Regions from separate parts of the Mus musculus genome. Here all the other regions are linked to region 2. Evidence: chromatin contacts called from public HiChIP or PLAC-seq data. All regions are on one chromosome and are shown on one strand. The core of a region is the stretch at or near the end of the contact, and the rest is flanking DNA. Distances in the headings are between cores, read along the strand shown. Region 1 has its middle 49 kb from the start of Gm20750. Region 2 overlaps Foxo1 (forkhead box O1). Region 3 overlaps Gm30351 (a long non-coding RNA gene).

The links. HiChIP or PLAC-seq counts read pairs in DNA pulled down with a chosen protein or histone mark.
Region 1: an H3K27ac HiChIP or PLAC-seq map of thymic regulatory T cells shows a contact between it and region 2, with 8 times the contacts expected there. The contact joins two enhancer-like sites. A contact is called at or near these places in 3 of 115 datasets of contacts at active chromatin or transcription factors (double positive thymocytes, epiblast stem cells and thymic regulatory T cells).
Region 3: an H3K27ac HiChIP or PLAC-seq map of thymic regulatory T cells shows a contact between it and region 2, with 10 times the contacts expected there. The contact joins two enhancer-like sites. A contact is called at or near these places in 1 of 484 Hi-C or Micro-C datasets (bone marrow-derived macrophages), 4 of 115 datasets of contacts at active chromatin or transcription factors (double positive thymocytes, embryonic basal ganglia, embryonic stem cells and 1 more) and 1 of 9 other capture datasets (embryonic stem cells).

What each region holds. Positions count from the first base shown.
Region 1 is chr3:52,876,742-52,879,927 of GRCm38.p6, forward strand. No RefSeq gene overlaps it. Among named protein-coding and RNA genes, the nearest start is that of Gm20750, 49 kb to the right of the region's middle. Within about 2 kb of position 1,765, at least 81 of the 459 cell types and tissues checked have an H3K27ac peak or open chromatin away from gene starts, as enhancers often do. A contact at or near this core is called in double positive thymocytes and thymic regulatory T cells, where this site is marked.
Region 2 is chr3:52,296,929-52,300,419 of GRCm38.p6, forward strand. The region is part of intron 1 of Foxo1 (forkhead box O1); the gene reads left to right. Among named protein-coding and RNA genes, the nearest start is that of Foxo1, 30 kb to the left of the region's middle. Within about 2 kb of position 1,258, at least 59 of the 459 cell types and tissues checked have an H3K27ac peak or open chromatin away from gene starts, as enhancers often do. A contact at or near this core is called in double positive thymocytes and thymic regulatory T cells, where this site is marked.
Region 3 is chr3:52,952,959-52,956,104 of GRCm38.p6, forward strand. It overlaps Gm30351 (a long non-coding RNA gene), which reads left to right. Exons shown (of 5, transcript XR_375652.4): 5 at 974-1,541. Among named protein-coding and RNA genes, the nearest start is that of Gm30402, 3.4 kb to the right of the region's middle. Within about 2 kb of position 1,788, at least 40 of the 459 cell types and tissues checked have an H3K27ac peak or open chromatin away from gene starts, as enhancers often do. A contact at or near this core is called in thymic regulatory T cells, where this site is marked.

The DNA.
Region 1 (3,186 bases), core at 515-3,014, 580 kb after region 2:
AAATTCCCCATTTTTTTATCATTGGATCATACACTCCCTTTGTTCAATTGTATTTCTTCAAGATTTTAGACTCTTTACCACGCTAAGCATAAAAGCAAACATGTAGCTGTTTCTTTGGCTCTTAATTTCTTTATAATGGTCCTGGTGTCACATAAAACTTGTATTTGCTTTTCTCTTGTTAATCTGCCTTTGTTATACACAAAGCTGCAGCCATAGATCTAGATATTTTTTTCCTTTCCAACACTGTGGGTAACAGGCATGCTGTTTCAACACTAGGACTCAATTCTTAGAACAATTTATCCTTTATCCCTCTGTATAATCTTAGACTTGGCCTAGAATCACCCATGGGGGTGAACTTCCTTTTTGTAAGAACAAAACTCTGGGGGCTCTCAGTTGACCAAATAAACTTTGCATCTAGAACTATGGTTCTCACATCAGTGGTGCTGGGCTAAGTGGGGCAAGGGAGCCCTCTGAACAGATTTAGTGATGAGCCATGCCAGAATGCTTTGGGATACAGGATTTGAATGAGAGGAGACAGCAGCTTTCCTATTCATATCGCAGACCTGTACAGACAACACAAAGGGCAATGGCATGAAAGAATTTCTTAATGGCCTGTGTCTCAGTTTCATTTCCTGTTGCTGTGATAGAATACCTTGAGAAAAATCGACTTAAAGGAGAAAATACCTATTTGACTCACAATTCCAGGTTATGGTCCATTGCCAAGGAGGTCAAGGTAAGAGGTACTTGAGGCAGCTGGTCATAGCACACTTTCGTGCTTGCTGGTGCTCAGGTAGCTCTTCTCACACAGTTCAAAATAGCCTTCCTAGGGAATGGAGCCGCCCACGGTGAAAGTCTTCCCACACCAATTAGCATAATCAAGATAATCTATAGACACAACCACAGTCTAACCAAATCTAGATACTCCTTCACTGTTATTCTCTTCCAGGGTTTTCTGAGACTGGGTCAACCTAATAATCCACACTAGCCATCATAGTTTGGGATAGTGGTCCCCTAGGAGAGAAACTTTGAGATCTTCTAACAATGCTGGAATGTTTAGGATGTGAGGGAAACAGGGAAAGGAAGAGAGGGTTCAAGTCTGGAGATAATCATAGCCTTAGGTTGTTTGGACGCTGCTTCCAAGTAAGCCGAATGACATTGTATCATCTGTCCTTCTTTGCCATTTGACTTTGCCTTAGAACGAAATCCAGACAGCGAGTTTTGATAAGCATCCGCCCTACACCTTTCTCTCCCTAGGAAAATATATTAGAAAGAAGTGTGTTTCCCTGCATCCCAGAATGCAGAGTCCAGAAGAGACCAGGATAACCACAGGGAGGGAGGAGGGGGATGAGCTCCAGCGGGTGTGGGGATCGGCTACAGTGTTTGTGGGCTGCTGTTTAAACTGCAGGAAATATTGTAACTGCGAAGAATTAACTTGTATGAATAAAGCAGTGAGTTCTCTCCACCCCACCCCACCCCACCCCGCCCTCCAAATGTTTAAGTCTTCCTACACAGGTGCACACGGGTATATGCACACATATAATCTCCTGTGTGGGCACACAGTAAAAGCACACCTGAAGATTGGACATTCCCATCCTCATGACTGCCAGGAGGCTGACTGTGGTCTCCTCCCACTAAATAAGCAGGATGAGCAGAGAGGCCTCCTCTGAGGTCTTGGATGTATTTTGGTCAAAGGCATGGAAGGGTTGAGGCTGTTTTGCTGACTCCCACAGGAAGTGGTGGGCTGAACCCAGCTACAGGCTTTCCTGTGTGAGGTAAATTGGCCCATTGTGCGTAAAAACGTTCTTATCTGATGAAGGGCTGAACTGGCCTGCAACTGAGGAAGGGTACTGGGTCTCTGAGTCACCTCCCCCACCTCCAGCTCTTGTTCTCTAAACCCATTTTCATGTTTGGCAGCCACTCAGGGCTCTGGAGTTCTTTCTAGTTCCGTTACATGGCTTTGTGGTTTTGATTGGGGAATTGCAACAGACTACAGAATGGGCATGGTTACCCTTCCTTGCCTCTCCTCTGGGAAGAAATGCACTTAATTGTTAAACTTTTATGCTTATATTAGAAGTGACACCGTGTGCAACCTTTTAAAAAGGCCCTTTGTAGCCTACTTATTCTTTAAAGCTGCCTTAGCTCTTTAAACGTATTAGTATGAAACAATTAAAACACCTTCACCAAGCGCAGTTTGTTTTGTAGGAAGAACGATGGAGCTGATGACCGGTTATCTGGCTCCTGAGTCCTGGTTCAGCATTTAACCAGCGCTGTGATTTTTCTTTTTCTTGAAGTTTCCGGTGTTAGCGTTCTCATGGGACAACATTAAATTAGGTTGCCTTCTGGGTACCTGCCTGTTGTGTGGGACTGTCTTCGAAGCCAAGCAGCCACCATCTTGGGGAGCTAGGGTATCCCAGCTGGGTTTGTTAGCTGTTTAGACATCATCATGGATGGGTAGGGAGGGTCACTAGGTATTACCACCTAGTACCATCTGCTGTATGAAACTTTGGTCTCAGGGAGAAGCTAAAGCAGTCAGACTGGAGACGACAATGGACAATGGTCTCCATCTATGAGTCATGGGGAGCTCTCTTCCTTACAGGGTGAGAGCTTTCCTCACGTTTCCCCTTGGGCAGAGAAGCACCCACAGCCCTATAAGGAAACCCTCACCTACTCTCTGTCTGGAAGCCCATGAAGCTCATTGGCTCCTATAAGCAAACCTTAGTGGAATTGTGCCTCCATTCATCATTGGGACCTCAGGAGGTGGAGTAAATGTTCATGATTTCCCATTTGGTACCACGTTTGTCACAGAGAAAAAAAAAAAAAAAAAAAAAACTAACATAGATTCTTAACCTGAATGGGAAGGGAAATCAGAGCAAACTTCTTTGGGTCCTTGTTTCTATTTAATGAAAAATTAAAGTACACTTCAGCTTAATGGCATCATTTTATTAATAACTCATATACAGCAGGGGCATGAATATCGGAGTGGTTCACGGTATGAAGCCATCAGTGTGCGCAGGATCGCCGATGGCTGAAGGAGGCTCTGCTCTGACTGTAGATGGCAAGGGGCCAGAGTGGAGAGTCGTGAAGACTTCTGCTTAGCTGTATGATGTAGAAATGGTCCGAGCCTTGCTTTCTCTAATTACAAAGCAGGGTGAACTTTAAATCTGGCAGGGACAAGCCAACAGCTCT
Region 2 (3,491 bases), core at 8-2,507:
AACACCAGTCGCTGCCATCTTAGCAGGAATGTTATATACTGATTGTTTTGCCTCTGAAGAAGCGAGGCCTGGTGTGTGTGAGCTACCCTTTTTGTTCTTTGTGAACTTAGCTATGCGCTCTAGAGCCTCCCCTCCAGAGGATGCCACAAGTGTTCAATTTCGCTTGTTATTCTTACATATTGTATAGGGAGTTAGGCTGGAATTTCAAAGGAAACCCTCTAGTTTAAACAGAAATACCTGGTTGCTACTTCATTCCCTCCCCCTGCCCTGATGAAATACCCTTCATTGCTGTTTCTGTAACATCTTAATCAAATCCAGATCCTTAAACACACACTGCTGGTAAACAAACCATGCCGGCACCAGGTTCAATCAACTGAGAAGAAAGGTAAAACACGAGGAACGTGGATGCCCACACCTTTCAGTCCCTCAAGCTGTGTGCCATCAGCACAAGACGCCATACTTACAGCCCTTCTGGTGGCCGCCTGGTCTGAACACTGAGCCCGCAGAATGGCTTCTTTTCACAAGTGGTTTTAACAGGTACCCAGGGGTGGTACCCTTCCACTTCATTCTTAGTGTGCAGTGCTGTCACTTGACACACACCCCCCTGCCCGTGTGTGTTCGTGTGTGTGTGTGTGTGTGATCTCTCTCCAGATCTCGCACTCTCCAACAACTTGTTCCCTTTCACAAACAGAAGTTAGGAGAGGCGGGATCTCGGCACCTCCAGCCTTGTGGCCGTGCATCCTGATGTGGCTGTAGATTCGTTTTCTAGCAACTGCAGACAAGTAACCTCCTTCATTGCACAAGCTTGAGCTCTGAAACAGCCTTAGTAACTGTTTACCCCTCTGAGTCACTAGGGATGGATTATTTCCCTACGTGCCAGAGTATGTTTGATTTGAAAAGCATCTAAAAATACCTGCTCAGTTACTTGTAAAGCAGGATGGTATGGGGATAGACATATGTGCTTGAATGTTAAGAGAGATGTAGTAAAGTGAGCAAATTTGTGCCAAAATAAAATCAAGTATGGACGTGCCTATTTGCTATGAGAACTGCCCACTGCCCACTAATCCCACTGGCCTAAGACTACACACGGCACAGACTACTTATCTGCCCCATCTTTATCTGTCCTCCTCTTTCGGGCTCCTAGTGTAGACCACCTTGTAGTGTTTGTTGTTTTTGTTACTTGGATCTACTTCCAAGTCTTACTTCTGCTGTGCTTTCTTCCTGCCACGCTGCCTTACAGCTCTGAGATGCGTCTTCCTCTTCCTGCGTTCCAGCCTTGTTTATCTCCATCTGCAGTAGGTTCAGCTGCCCAGTGTGGCCCTTGAATGGACACCACCGTTTCTGTTTCTCCCTGAGTGTCCTGATCCCGCAACCTCCGTGCATTTTGTTCTCTATCTATACTTCTTGAGTTTCTTTTCCTGTCTTTCATTAGACTTTGCATCTTTCCTCCATAGAACTCAGTATAGACACCCTCTGTGGTCCTCACGGTTTCCTTAACTGCTTAGTTTTGTTCATCTTTTGGTGCTAGGAGTTAAACCTTGGTCTTGTATGTGGTTGGCAGCAGTCTGTCATTGAGTTATACCTCAAGCCCATTTGTCATGACACGTCTTGTCTTTTTCTTTGTGATTCCTGTAAGCAGCGGTGCTTCTGTCCCTTTCCGTGTGTTTGTTTTGTTTTGTTTTTACTGAGTGTGCAGTATTGGATGAACTAAACGTACTTGTTTTGTGGAGTTAGAGCAAATATTTCAGATACCTAAAAGCACTTACTAATCTTTCCAAAGGAAGACTAGGCATATGGTAATTGTCAGAAAATTCTATGATCTTATCTTGGCTATACGTTGCCCAACAGTAGGATAGGTTATGAGAAACGGATGTTGATTTTGTCATTGGAGAAGCAGCTGGCACTGCTGTGATGTCATAAGGCTGTCACAGTGAGTCAGTGCCATGCGTGTGCTCCGGTGTTCACTGCAGCTGTGCTGGGTAGCACCTGACTATGCATACACATCCCTTTGGACTCTCATCCTGTCCATGGCTACCCCTGCTCCATGCCACCTTACTTGCCAGCAGTACTCACTATGCCATCCCCTCACTGGACCAAAGGGACCTTGCTCCATCCTTTCTCTGGGGCCTGACTGCAGAGGTTTCCCCCCCAACCCCCCGCATATTCTGTGCTTACTTGTCAGGCCAGGCTTCCCCACGACTTGGGGCTTTCCCGGGTCTTCTGTCTGTCTGGAACATGGTGTCTGCCTTTCCCGTAGCCCATCGGCATACACCTCACCATTCGTGCAGTCTTCCCAACGTTTGTGCTCCGTGTTCCATCCATTTGGGGGAGGGGGGAGTGTTATTTTTATTTTTCATAGGAGGTGGGACCTTGCCACAGCAGAATCTTCCCAAGAACACGCATCTTCTCTGCTCTATATATTCCTTTACTTAGGATGTAGTGGGTACTGGCCAGGTACTGTCGCAGAAACTCAGTTCTATACTCTGTTGAGCCTCTGCCTCACTGGGTTAACTGGAAAGGGTCAGGAGAACATTGTCTTATTTAGTTACCACATATAGAGAGTGTTTTCTAGCATATTGAAGACACTTCTTCACACTGCCAAGTAGGTCTCCCAGCTACTTATCTGTGGCTCTCCAGCTGAGAGGGGGAGGGGTTTCAGAAAGGAAGCTGAACTAGGTAAAGTTACTGGCTCTCATTTCCTGCACAGTAGGAAGGCAGCAGGGATGGGGAGGGTTGGAGGTCTCTGGTAGCTAGCTCACTGGACTCTCCTCAGTTTGTTGTTGACAGTGGTGGCCTGCCGAGGTTGGTGGAAGGAAGGCTGGCCAGCAGATGTGAGTGAGAGCTGCTATTGTGCTGCCTTGCTCTTTGCAGGCTGGGGGCCAGGCACCCTGACTACCTGCTCAGGAGTTTGTAGCCACTGTCACAACCAAATGACATCACAGGGAGATCTGATGTCCTCTTTCTACCGGGTCTGTTTATAAAGTGAAATGGCGCTCCTGTAAAAATTCACAGCTTTTACAGTCCCGGTGACCTTGAGTTGTGTAGGTCACTCTCTCTGTGCAGTAAAGCTGCTGTGAGGATTGACTGTCCTGCAGGACCTCATTCAGAAACGCTGTGAGGTCCAGTTGTCTGCATTGTCCATGCCTTTCCCAAGTAGACAGGACTCATGGTCAGCACATACCCCGACGGGCAGACAGGTTAACCTTCAAATTCAAGCTCTTTGAAGAGGTGAAGAAAGTGAGAACCAATCATATAAGAGGTAATTTGGCTTCTGAGTATCTCGGCCGGGTGGGCTTGTATAGAACAAGTTGGCCATAGGGCTTCTTGCTGTGTTGAATTTTGTTCTTCCTTCTGAAAGAGAAGCCACTGACATCAGGAACTGAAATTGCTAGAAAATACTTTTGGGAACTTAACACTACAAGGTAGAGGAAGGGTGCCTGCCAATGAAAAGGCTGCAGTGCGGTGGCTTTTCCCTTTAGAGAGGTCACTTT
Region 3 (3,146 bases), core at 538-3,037, 660 kb after region 2:
CTTATGCACCAGAGCTCTGACTTTTTGCTTTGAAGATCCTTACAATAAGGTGCATCTTTCTAAAACTCGCCCACTGTGCTCTGAGAATTTCATTCTTCAAATCCAGGAGACAAGTGCCCAGAAGCCACTCACTCAGGGTGGTGTTGGCGTTGGCTCGGTCATATTGCTGGGAGCTTACTTCTCCCACACCCAAGTTAACCTCACCTAGAGCCAAGAAAGACTGTGTGGTTCTCAGAAATACCTCAGTGTTCTATCAGTTCTGTTCGTACAATGCATCTGCGTGGTGATATTTCACAGGCCCCGCTGACTACCTTCACTTCTTCAAGGCATTCTGATTTTTGCCCCTCAAAACTGCATCACTACAAATGGCTGGCTTTTGCTACTCATTCTCTGGTATCCCTGAGTATTTGATAGTGAACATTACCGGTTTATAATGTCACATTTTAAAATCAGTGGCCCCAAGCGTGGACACGTTATTTGTCCTCTGCATGAGAGTATCTTTGCTGACTGAAGAAACTACCTTTGTAAGGACGGAGAGAATAAGGACGTAAGAGAAAAGAATGACAAAGAAAAATGGCTCAGTAAATGGGACTTTAAGACATCTTTTTAGATCACATGTCCTTTAATTATTTACAGCCAAATCTTCAGAAAGCAACACATTAAAACATCAGTGACAATAACAGCCGACATGTAATGCTGCCAGACACCGTTCAGTGCCAGGTGTACGTCCATTCTCTTAACCTTCACAGCATCCTTGCATTCCCTACCCCTGTGTCTGTCTGTCTGTCTGTCTGTTTCTCTCTGTCTCTCAGTCTGTGTGTCTATCTCTGTCTCTCCCTCTATGTGTGTGTCTGTCTGTCTCTGTCTCTCTCTCTGTCTCTCTGTCTCTGTCTGTCTGCCTGTCTGTCTGTCTCTCTCTCTGTTGACTATCTGCAGAGTTAATCTGAATTTCCTTTTGGCTTATACTTCACAGAATTCCTATCAAATGGAGACTTGTGGATAAGGCAGATGACAAAGCCATCTGGCCACACTCTATATAAAGCCAAGCTTCTGACCAGAGGTTTCCAAGACATCGTCATCACCACCTCCCATCTCTGGAATGGCTCCAGAAGCACAGGTCCTACACAGGTCACAAGAGGATGATGATGATGATGATGATGATGACATCAGCAGAGGCAGTGGCAGCCACAGGGTGGTCCAAACAGGAGCAAACATCAAATATAATTTTCCTGATGGTGGGATTTTCTGCTTTGAAGGGTTCACAATCCTGAGTATTCACAGTGAGAGCTGAAATAAAGTTTTACCCAGGACCATCTGAAGGGACCAGGTAAAGATAGAAGGAGCAGTAGGATTTTCAATCTGTATGGTCTTTAGAAGAGCCACTGCGGTGGGAGAAAACGCTGGGCGTGGCACTTTGAGAAGAGTCCACATAAATGCACCTTCTCTCCAGTTCCCTCCCCAACACAAGGAATTCCACGGGAAGCTTACCTACGGACTGCCAATCCCATCTTTAAATGAATATATGCCCATGGATGAATAACCTTAAGTAAATATATTTTAAAATCTAAAGGGGGGAACTAAGTCAGGCATTTGCTATAAATCTTACTATGTGTCTTAATACCTCTGTGTCCTAAAGCAAAATTGCTGGGAGGTTTCTCTTCTGTAAAATGGGCTAACCCTTATAAGCTTGTTGTGAGAATGACTGCACGCGTAGATGCACACCACTTGATAGAGAATCCAGTTAAACACTAAAGCATTTGGTTAAATGATCTGCTAGCGTCAGTTCCTCCCACATCTGCCAATCCAATTAACCGCATCCTCTTGGCAGAGAGAGGGAGAGTACTGTGCTGAGATCAACCTGACCACCTTGCCTGGAAGGAGGCCCGTGTGCAGTAATCACCCACACACTTTTGCTCGCTCCGCTCCCTTCACCTTTGACCCAGTCTACTCACTCCGGTTCACAGAGTGGTGAGCCAATATCACAAAGAAAAGGGACATTTCCTACCTTTGAAAAGAATGGGCAGAGACCCAGCAGACTTGTGGTGCCTGCCATTTCCCATCTGTAAATTTCTCAAAATACTTTCCAGTAAACGATCTGTTGGGGTTCGCGCATCATGATGAATAACGTTAAATGTCGCAGTCATTGTGTGCCTTCTAAATACAATGGTTTCTTCAGAACATGCAGTTGGTAAATTATGAATGGGAGATGGTTTCCACCAGTCTTCTGTTTGCCACAGAGGCATTATAGAAATGTATCAACTCGTAAAAGCGTCTGCTTGATTCCAACAACAAGTGGACAGCATAGTCATGAGTGTCAAGTTCAGTGTCACCTCCAGAATGTGGAGTCCTTAAGTCAGCGGGCAGAGAGGGCAGAGAGTGGATCTTCCTGAGAGCACTTTCAGAAACCACTCTCACTTTCACTGTTTGAAATGTCACTATCACAAAGTTGAAGGCTACAGGTTCATCGTGAACGGGTCATCCGATCCACCATCCTAGTGGGGTGGGGTCATCTAACCCCTGGACCAACTCCTTACTCCCTGCCCACTCAGAAAAAATGCTGCGGGGCGGGGAGGTTCGGAGGGGGGGGCACTATTGTGAAGAGCCACATGCCTTTCCCCAGTCCTCCCTGTTCATCTTCCATTCGATGCCAGACTTATTTAAACAGGCCCAGCTGGGGCTGTGGCAGCCCTCTTTATCTGCCTTCACATTCTTTCCTCTGCCTATTCATGCTGCTAAGTAGGGCTGGACCGGCTTCCTGAAATCTCGTGGGATGTGGGGGCTTTTCTCCCTGCAGCAGAGCCTCTGAACCTAGTTGTTTTGGGTAACTAATTTCCTCCCTTCTTCTCCCTGGAATACACAGAGCTTCCTTTGCCCAGCGTGATAGCCACCACCCCCCAACCCCCCTTCGCACCACAGAGAAGTTGGGACTGAGGTTGGAACCTCCCAGTGCTCTTGAATTTCCTGCTGTCACGAAGCAGGATTTCCTGACTGGAGATGTATATGGTTGAGGCACAACGTGGCTCTATCCTGACCTCAGCATCCTCCTCCTCCTCACTGTACAATATATCATATTTATGTCCCACGGTGATGAGCTCTGCCCTTCAGTCTTCACTTTGAAATATCATTTCCTTCATTCCTCTAGGCTG